2 separate regions of the Mus musculus genome follow, and region 1 is linked to region 2. Evidence: chromatin contacts called from public HiCAR-type data. All regions are on one chromosome and are shown on one strand. The core of a region is the stretch at or near the end of the contact, and the rest is flanking DNA. Distances in the headings are between cores, read along the strand shown.

Evidence for each region. HiCAR-type assays count read pairs that join an accessible place to other places.
Region 1: a contact with region 2 is called in a HiCAR-type map of astrocytes, with 2.2 times the contacts expected there. The contact joins two enhancer-like sites. A contact is called at or near these places in 5 of 39 promoter capture datasets (the 3T3-L1 cell line, 3T3-L1-derived adipocytes, the HPC-7 cell line and 1 more), 17 of 484 Hi-C or Micro-C datasets (the C2C12 cell line, Sertoli cells, adipose-derived mesenchymal stem cells and 11 more), 5 of 115 datasets of contacts at active chromatin or transcription factors (astrocytes, differentiating embryonic stem cells, embryonic forebrain and 1 more) and 2 of 9 other capture datasets (embryonic stem cells and embryonic tail).

Annotation. Positions count from the first base shown.
Region 1 is chr13:15,705,115-15,710,274 of GRCm38.p6, reverse strand. All of the region lies in intron 10 of Gli3 (GLI-Kruppel family member GLI3), which reads right to left. Among named protein-coding and RNA genes, the nearest start is that of 4933412O06Rik, 95 kb to the left of the region's middle. Within about 2 kb of position 2,429, at least 42 of the 459 cell types and tissues checked have an H3K27ac peak or open chromatin away from gene starts, as enhancers often do. A contact at or near this core is called in astrocytes and stem cell-derived neural stem cells, where this site is marked.
Region 2 is chr13:15,542,671-15,547,792 of GRCm38.p6, reverse strand. The region is part of intron 2 of Gli3 (GLI-Kruppel family member GLI3); the gene reads right to left. Among named protein-coding and RNA genes, the nearest start is that of Gm6556, 81 kb to the right of the region's middle. Within about 2 kb of position 3,357, at least 53 of the 459 cell types and tissues checked have an H3K27ac peak or open chromatin away from gene starts, as enhancers often do. A contact at or near this core is called in astrocytes and stem cell-derived neural stem cells, where this site is marked.

The sequences.
Region 1 (5,160 bases), core at 1,180-3,679, 160 kb before region 2:
AGTTTTCCTGTGTCCTGCTGACACATCTGAAGAGCTGAACTTGAGAGGTCTCCAGAGGCACCCTGGGTCCTAGTACTTTCTTATGAACTGAAAGAAAGAGGAAGGATAACAACTGTCCAGGTCCCCTGACAGTCCTTGCCTGTGGCAGGGTGGGGAAAGCTCTAGACTTTCTCCAGGTACTGAAAGTGGCTAGGAAAAATTTGTATATAACAGTGTCACCTCTAAGCTGGGAGAACCAACAGCACGTCCAGGAGTACAGTAGCAGGGAACATCGACTCTGCTCACGTCTCATCAGAGGGCATGGTAAGCTGAGCAGCAGGCAGCCCCAGTGCTGTTGTCTCCACACAAGGAAGAGCAAGAAGGGCCAGTGCTGGATAACTAAAACTCCATATTCTGTAGTGTATAGAGTAGACTGCAGTCTTAATATGTTTTAGAATTTTCCTGAAACTTCTCTTAAATTCAAACAGTGATTACGCTCACACTTGTGAGCACGCACATGGGGGCATGCATACATGGGGGCATGTATGCAAGATTATCTTTCTGTGAAGGAACTTCGATGATCTAAAGCAGAAGTGAACAGAGCTTCTCAGATGCTGTAGTCTGTTACCATAAGGAAATAGAGGTACCTATTGGACTCTGTAGGACATTCAAGTGTGTTTAACATGAAAGGGAACGTTTTTTAAGATCCAGGAATTACTTATAAATTAAGATTCTAAGAAATCACAAGCCTCATGGGGTTGTAAGTTTTAAATAGTTACTTGCCTTTAAAATAACTGTTTGGTTGCTGTGCCTATAGGTTAGTTGAACACTCCGAAGGATAGACACACACACACACACACACACACACACACACACACACTCACACACACTCACACACACTCACACACACACACACTCACACACACACACACTCACACACACACACACTCACACACACTCACACACACACTCTCTCACACACACACACACACTCACACACACTCTCCCACACACACACACACACTCACACACACACACACACACTCACACACACTCACAGACACACACACTCACAGACACACACTCACACACACACACACACACACTCACTCACACACACAGGGTTAGCAAGCTTTTATTTATAAACCAGATTCTGCTGTCAAAGCATCCCTGTACCCTGCTGTAGACTCAGTGTCAATGAGAAAATGAGCTACTTACTTATGGATGTCAGAAATTCTCACAGGCCAAAAAATATTTCTTAGCATTTTATTTTCAGTTATTTAAAGGCATAAAAATGATACTTAACTGATGGGCTCAGCTCAAGGGCTACACACACACAGACACACACACACCAAAAGCCCCCAAACCAGGCAGTAGTTTGGATCTGACCTATAGGCCCATCATTGTCTTGCCTCCAGCTGAAATGATTACAGGGCTTCCTTCTTGTACTCAAACATAAAATAGTACAAGTAGATGGAGGTAGGTTTTCATGCTAAAGAAAAGAATCTAGAAAGGAATAAAAACCAGGTTGCTAGGGCAAAAAGTCTCCAAGAAAGTGAGGGAGTTCAGCCACACTTTGCTGTATGTATTGTTCTACCTGAAGGTCAAAGAGTGCACTCATTTCTCTTACTAAAATCCAAGCTCACTGAGACAACACACAATGAATAGACAATTGACACTGAACAGACAGACTGATTTCTAAGTGAAGCTGGCCTGAAATTCAATGACTGTGAGTTTATTTGTGGTTTTCACTGAAAATTTGACTTCCTAACAGTGACAATGTTAATCAAATATATAAATAATTTAATTGAAGGGAAAATAATGCATGATTAAATTCTAAACTAATCCAACACTTCGACATGTAATTTGCCAGAGGCCCAAGAACCGGAAAGAGATAGATGGTATAAATTACAATGCCGTGTGTGTGAGACACTCTAAATGCTCCCTGTTTGAATAAACAGGGGACACTGGGACCAGCACATTTCCAACAAAGGCTAAGTCCAAGGACTGGACTTCCAGTTGGAACTTCATCTGGCTTAGGATATGATAATTGATGATATTACCATAACCGGCATAATGATCAAACTAAGGTTGGATAGTCACCAACTATGATCAAGCCTTTAGCAGAATGAGCCAAGGGCCATAATTCCATCTTTGCCACTCACCCTAGTCTGTGAGAGCCTAGAGAAAGGCAGGAGAATTCAATAGCTTACTTGCCACTGGGGAAAGTGGAAGGCACCTCTTTATTTCGAGGAATTCTCTTTGGGCAGCTCTGGCCCAATTGTGAACCAAGGAGACTTGGAGAAGGGCAGAAGAGAGACCTGAAGGGAAAGGAAAGGGAAGCTTTTCTTTTCACTAGCAGCAGTAGAATGGAAGCCTACAATGGACTTCACTGAGCTAATCACCGTCCTTTCTTCGTGCTTCATTATGTGAGTAAGTTCAGAGCAGGCAGTTTTCCTAACCTTCAGCTGTAACAAACATGTGGCTTAGCCACAGTGGGCACTCACACAGCCTTACATAGAGCAGCTATTCAATCAGTTGGGGAAGCCTGGAGGTACCTCTTGCTTTTGTTCTGCACCCTCCCCCCTTCCTTTGGTCAGATTCAATTTCCACTTGGAAAGCACAGCTCTCTAGATAAGTAGGCTCAGTTCTCAGGAACTCCCTGAGAGGAGAAGTTACAGCACTCTTCAGAACTGGGCAGAAATTCACTCCTGCCACCTACCGCCCAAGGTGACTCGCATATCAGTAGACAAACACTGGCTGCTTCCCAAGCCTGTTTTCTCTAGTCAGCAGGATCCTGACAGCAGAGAGCGATTCCTCCCAAGGCTGTCATGAAAAGTCTCGGTTAAGCATATCCAAAAGCAGTCACAGTAGGACATGCAGACCTTGAACCCTTCAAACATTGGCCAGTACCACTCTGCCTTTTCATTTATTTACTCTGCTAGTAAAATAGCAGAGTTTCCTGTCTCCACCTGTTTCCAAAATAACACAGCATTCCCAGCAATTTCAAATATTCCCATATGTGTTGTCACAGTATAAGGTACACCCGAAAGCAAGAAAATATGGTCCTTAGAATACTGCCAAGTTTACGTGATATTCTATCTCTCTGTCTCTGCCTCTCTCTCTCTTACACACACACACACACACACACACACACACACACACACACACACACAGTATTATAGATGTGATAGAGAAGGGAACACAGTAGTGTTTCATGTATAAACACCTAAGAAAGTGGTGGTGAGCCATGGGCATATATGGCTCTCAGACTCTATTCTCTTGCTCTGGCTGGGACTTGCTCCCTCTGCCCGGTTTTATCTACTGTACACACTTTGGCTACCTTGATTTGGGTTCCCAGAGACATTTGTAAAAAGGAGGGACGTGAGAAAGTGATTTAGACTTCATTAAAGTTTAATTCATAATAAAACACATTTGGGAGAGGGAGAGAAATGATTTACCTAAAAGAAAACCAAATTCCCCCAGAATTCCTCCCACTTTTCATCTGAGCTGGGCTGACATCTTCTTGTGTGTATTGCTTGATAAGCAGTATTTCTGAAAAGTTCCATGACTGTCATGGCATGGATTATGCTAGGGACACACTGTGATTGGATTCCTTAAAGCATTAGGGAGCAGAAATAGAAAAACGGTGCAAATCACCAACTATCAGGGCTGAAATAGGCCTTATATATCAATATGCACTTTAATTTCAGATAAACAAAATAATTTAAATTGTTTTTGTGGCACCTGTCAATCTTTCAAACAGATTATTTAAAAAGCTATAGCTTGCTGTGGGAGGGGCCTTCTCCAGAGACTTCACAGACAGACTGCTGCAGCTCCAGCTGGTTAATGATATTTCTGACTCATCTGTAGCTGTCTGACACGCCATAAAAACAGGAAAACAGTAAGAACTTAGAAACAGCACTTCTTAAAGTAAAGACTAATTTCTGATTCCTGCTCTGGGGACATGAAGCATTAGGGGGCTCCTGAGAAGCCAGGACTTGGTTAGAAATGAATAAACGAATCCCCATTGACAGGCACCTGACACAATTAAGCAACACAATTGTTTCTGTTATGGGGAAAAAGTAAATTCTGTTAACAAGGACAAGGCAAACATTATCTATGAGTGAGGGCTTCTGCATTAAGATGGAAATGCATGGGATTAAAATACAAATCCCACCCACTCCCTGCAAACTAACACTGAGGTAAGCTGGGCACAGGTCCATGGAAGTAAAACAAAACAAAACAAAACAACAACAACAAAAAAACCCCATTATCCTTCACAGGTAAAAATAAATTAGACAAAAAAGAGCAAGACTCTGGGACCTGTTACTATGTGGATGAACACTGGAATCCTTCTGTGTGAATGGAGCCATGGAGCAAAGTACAAACTGTGTGGTAATTCCACAACCTCCAGGCTAGGTAAATCTATACAGAAAGAAAGCAGGTGGTTTCCTGTGGGTAGGATACATGGAGAGAACTGAGAATGATAATTGAGGGCTATGGTTTGGTAAAATGTATTCGATATACTAAATTGCTATATGCTTTAAATTATACAGTATGTGAATTATATCTCAAAGATATCACACACTTATATACAAAGGGAAAAAAATATCAGGAAAACCTGCTCTGTAGTGGAATCTGAGGACGATGTGGGGAAACAGAAAAAGTAAAAGAAGGAGAAGGAGGAGGTAGGTGGTATGTAACCTCCCGGGGGGGGGGGGGCTTCTCTTCTGTAGAGACAGAGATGGGATTTTACAAGCAATCCTCAACATACGCTCAAGGCTCCATGTGCACACTCTTATCCCGCCTCATCTCCCTCTCTCCAGTAGGCTGAGCTGAAAGACAACATTTTTGAAGACAGTACTTTCTGGTTAATTTCATAAAGTACTGAAAGTGAACAATCTGGAAACTGCATGGGAATCATACTACTCTATTGATTGATTTTATTGCTTATTTATTCTTATTTCATGTCTTGTCTTTCAGGTGGTAAAAAGTGAGTGGGGTGAAAAAAAAACGGAGGAAAGAAATTTAAAACTTGAGTTGTTAACAAAACCAAATCAGAAACATCACAAACTAACTTTCACTCCAGGCCAGGAAGGGAATGGGAAATAAGGCATGATCAGGAAAATTCTATTCCCTCTGTGCCAAACAGCATGGCAGCGCCGGGGGTTTAGATGC
Region 2 (5,122 bases), core at 2,108-4,607:
AGGGCCAAGGTGTCAATCAAGAACAGCATAGAACCTCCTAAGATACACTTCGTGTGTCTGCCCATACACAAAAACGGGGAACCAAGAGGAGAGCTGGTTGAGACTGAAAGTCCAGGTGTAACCTGGCTGTGTAGATAAAGGAGGAAAGGCCCGGGAATGTTGCTCCCTGTCATGCTCAGATGTGACCCAAACACCTAAGAAACAGAAGAATGAAACCCCACACACAGTTTCTTTACAAATCCCTAATACTTCTGCTCACCTTATAAGAACTTCCCATCTCTACACCACTGGTCTCTGTGAATGGGACTGGGTGACCTTTGCTAGAACGCAGGCATACACTTCAGCCAAACTGCTATCTGAGCTCACAGCAGGTGGACTCACTTGCCTGTTACAATCACATGCAGTAAGCTGTCCACCCTAAACAAACCACATTTAACCAGCAGTGATTGCTCTGGCAGAAAGAGCTCACAGAAACAAAGCTGTACAGGTCCTACCTAAATATCTAACTGAAAAACTTTCATATTCTCTATCCTTAAAGAAATAACTATGTGGGTATAATCATTGTTGAACATCCCAGACAGACTAACATATCTCAATATGTAAACGTCTATTCAAAGTAATCCATACGTAGATGTAATTACCTAACTGACCCCAACCGGGATTACTGCTAACTTCTAACATGCACATAGCCCTTGGTTTGCTCTGGAGGAAAGCAGATCTATGCATACTATACATTATTAGAAACTGAGATTACAGTCACTATTTTACCTAATGCCAACACCAACTTTAGAGTTTCAGCTTATTTGTGCGTGAAGCTTGAAAAATAAATGATGAATTATTTTACCCCAAATGCCTTGCAAAACATGATGAGGTATCCTGGAGTCTTTACAATAAATGTGCTGACAACCACAAAGCAACTGTGAAATATTATTTTTGTATTGTTTTGTGCAGATTCTTACCTGACACCTCATAAGTAAAGGGTAAATCACAAGTTTAATCTATCAAATAAGAACTAAAACCCACAAAGTTTGAAATAATCCCTGATTTTCACATTGATCTTTGAAAAAGTAATTCAAATTATTGCTGCTGGTAATTCTAAGACAAACTACCAAAAATAACCAAATAAGAGCCTTCATTTTTCTTCTCCCTGTTCATATGCGCAGGCATGTGTCTGCCCCAGAGCTTCATTAGCAGTGTGGTTGCAGGCTACAGAAAGGACTTCAGAGTTATGAAAAGAAGCAGATGAGCGCCAGAAACACTGAAACTAACCGTTTTATTTTTTTAAAAATGTCCTACAGCCTTCAAATGGCCCAAGTCATAGTTTCCACTCGTTTGTGCTCAGGAAATCCTTTATTTAAAATTTCAGACTAAAGTTAACTTAGAGTGGTAAGAGGTACATTCTATACAACAGAGAGGGGCTGTGATGCCTAATTAGCATTCTTTGGGAAACATGAGTAAGCAAGTCTTACTAATCTATTCCAGGTTTAAAGTAGGATTCCATGGCTTCATTCTCCCAGAGGAAATTGTTTTTTCTTTTAAAATTGCATCCCTCCCATCAGCTCTGGTTCTCTGGTGGTGTGTCTTCCAACGACGAGTATGTGAATACAACTTTACTACCAACTGGATAGTTAGTATGGCCTTAGCCCTGTCAGGTCCCTTCAATCTTCAGGGAGAAAGTAGGAAAGGCAGAAAAAAAACAGGCTTACCTCCTAGCATAGTGGTCATGAGTTTGCTAATGAGACTTATCCCAACTTGTGTGGAAAGGTCATACAAGCTCAATAGTTGAAACAGGGAAAAAAAAAGGCATTTTTAACTTCAAAAAATTAAATGCAAGCAAGAATGTTTTTAATACAGAAACTTTCATCAGGAAACCTTAACTTTTATTACACAGTTGGCACTGTGACCTCAACAACCCTCTGCCTCCAAATGCCAAAAGACACACACACTTCATGAATTTACCTCCCTGTATTGAGTTGCTTTTGATGGGCATTCACATGCAAACTAGACAATGCACATGCTCCCAGATACAAACAGCTCAGAGACTTGAGAGCTCTGTGTACACAAGGAAAGCATAACTCCCAAGCAATATTCCTGCCTACTCTTATAAATTTAGCAAGCACTTCTGCATGCCAAAAGACGAAAGCTGTCTCATCTCGTTCAGCTGAGGCGAGCTGCTCAATAAAGTTTGAGAATCGGTGCAGACAGGCTACACTAGGCCAAATTATTGACAGAAACATACTGTCCACCATGGTAACAAGCAGAAGTCAGAAGCAAGAACATAAGCAAACAGCCCAGGGCTCCAAGAGCATCTGCCAATGGGCTTTAACAGCCAAACACAAGCAACTGTTTGAGCTTCCCTGCTGAAAAGCTGTAAGCTTGGGGGTCAAGCTGAAACATGCAATTTTCTCAGAAATGGAAGGGAACAATTACTTCAAGTGCTGCCACCACAATCTTACTGGTAACCCCTTCTTTCTGTCACCTGTGTTTAGGTAGATCTGGATGAACCCACACCCAAAGACAGAGCTCCCTGAATCACCCTCTTAGAAACTGCCCCAGATTTTCCAACCTCCTCCAAAAATCAACCAACAGGGAGTCAGAACTTAATGCCAGAGACTCAGAGAGAGCAAACACAGCCTAGGTGCAAACACTGTGTAAAGGCAGCTATCATGAAGTACCCTAGCTCTATGAAAGGAGACCGGGACCCACACTCCTGCACACTTGATCACAAACTCCTGGGACAAGGGACACAAGGTCCTTTCCACCTAGTATGTAAGACATGTTTCACACAAAGCTTTCCATGCAGAAACAAAACTCCACTAGTCATCATTAAGAAGGACACCTCCATTCACTGCAAAATTGGCTGTTTAGGAGCTCAAAGAACACCTGCTAGCTCTTCTCTCCATTAACACCCATTTTGCCCCGTTGTTGAAAACCCATTTTAATGCCATTACTCTTCTCTTGCCCACTAGCTATAAAAGCTGCATGGGGTGGGGTGGGGTATAAAGTAAGCAAACAGATGATACTTACAACTCAGTACCTGGACTCTGGCTATCTACTTTCTAGAAACTTAGTTTCTCTAGCTGGGCCGGCCCTCTAGGAACATTCTCAGTATCTCTTGGCCTTTCTTGCCTCTCTCTCTCTCTCTCTCTCTCTCTCTCTCTCTCTCTCTCTGTCTCTGTCTCTCCCCCTCCCTCTCCCTCTCCCTCTCTCCCTCTTGCAGGCAGCATGGCTCTGATTAGAGGAATTAAAAGTGGTTGGAGCCATGCTAAATTTAACAAGCTCATTAGTATTCTTTGCAAGTGCTTGGAAGTGAACTCTCCCTATTCAAGCCTCCCTCTCCAGCAGAAGGGTCAGGCGGGTAATCATTAAATCAAACTAATGTCACCCTATCACAATCGGCCCCAGAGAAGGAGGGTTTATTATTTCAGTTTATGCTAAATAAACGGTTTTACAAATGGTCCCCAAGCAAGGTCAACAGCAGCTTCAATTACAAGACAAACTTAACAAGAGTTGCTATAAACCAAGTACTCCATATTGACTTAGGGACACACTGAACTCCACAGATTGCCACTGGCAGGATTGTACAGGAATGCATATTACAAAATAAAGGAAGGGGTGAGCTTTTTTTTTTTCTTTGCCAGAATTTGCAACTGCACAGCGACTTCTCATTCACCTCTCTCCAACCAGCTAGCCGCTCAGCTCAATTCACCCCACACAAAGGCTGGAGCCCAGACCTCAATGGACCGAGTGAAACATGTTCAAAACTAGGCTCTCTATTGTGACTGAATTTCTTAACATCTTTTCAAAAAGCGGAGAATGCCTTGAGGCTAAAGGAAGAAACAGGCTAATGGTGAATTGGGAATTCTGAGCAAATTTCAGAGCCCTTTCCTCCTAGCTTTTGAGGTTGAAAGCAAGCTCTTTCCTTTCAAGTTTCAAAGTCCTTTTTCCTCCCGCAGTGTCACAGAAGGATTTGAAAAGAAGGTAATTGTGCTCGCAGTCTCCCTGATCAGAGCTTACGTCCTATTTCTGGTATTTCGGAATACTTCTTGCAATAATAGTGCATATAGCTCAATCCCTTAACCGGCCTGCACTCCGCAATTGCTCATTAAATGAACAATTGCGGGTATAAAATGCCTTTTATGTTCAAGGTCTGGATATAAGATAAGCATTCTAGGATTCTAAATTTGGTTTACTAAGGAAACTCTCTATCATTAAATTATAAAACTGAACTCAGAATATCAGGCTTTCCCAGAAAAAGTAGCACTCAGGTTGCAGTAAGCCAAAAAGATGGGCGGGTGGGGGGTGGAGAGAAGGCACCAGAATGCTAGGGGCAGGAAGGAAAAGACTGGATCCTCAGATTTCTGGCCAAATGGGATTTTAACCAGAAAAGTACACCGTGTTCCAGGTCTGAGTGTCTGGTACCCCACACCGCTGAGTCTGAATGATGGACTTATCTTTGAATGAGTTAAAACATGCGCTGCAGCTCAATAATATGGATGTGAGTCACGGTGAAACCCTGGCCAGCCAGCACCTCTTCTTCTTTAGAGAAATAAATAACCCTTCAGTGCCATCATTCATGTCATCTCATGTGATCACTCCTCACTCTCTATCCCATATGCTATAGGAAGAGAAGGTATGGGGCCCAGTGTCCAGATGGAAACCCTAGGTCCCAGGCAGTCCATGATAAGGAATTCATCCTAGCTACTCCTCACTGAATCCACACCGCCTTGTTAACAAGGGAGCTACTCTTAGGTAAGATTTGGGGATGATAGTAGTTGGATCATTCTAACCCCACAACTATCATTGTAACATTTATAGAAAGGGAGACATTTTCATGCAGGGGAATTCACAAAACTCAGATATTCTCCCATTAAAATTTCGTCACTATCAGTTCACTCCTGGGAAACACTGAGATAAATTTATGTTCAGACACTGGGGTAGTGTGCCATACCTGCACATGTGCTATTCTCTCCCGAGCGGGGCGCATGCTTAAGCCTCCAGGCAGCATGGCCTAACTGTTCCTGGGCAGCCCGGTGCAGCCAGTAGCTTCTGTGTGCTACTATAGGCACTGGGGTCCCACCCTCCTGTCCTGTCCTTTACTCTCTCCTCCCAGGCAACCGCC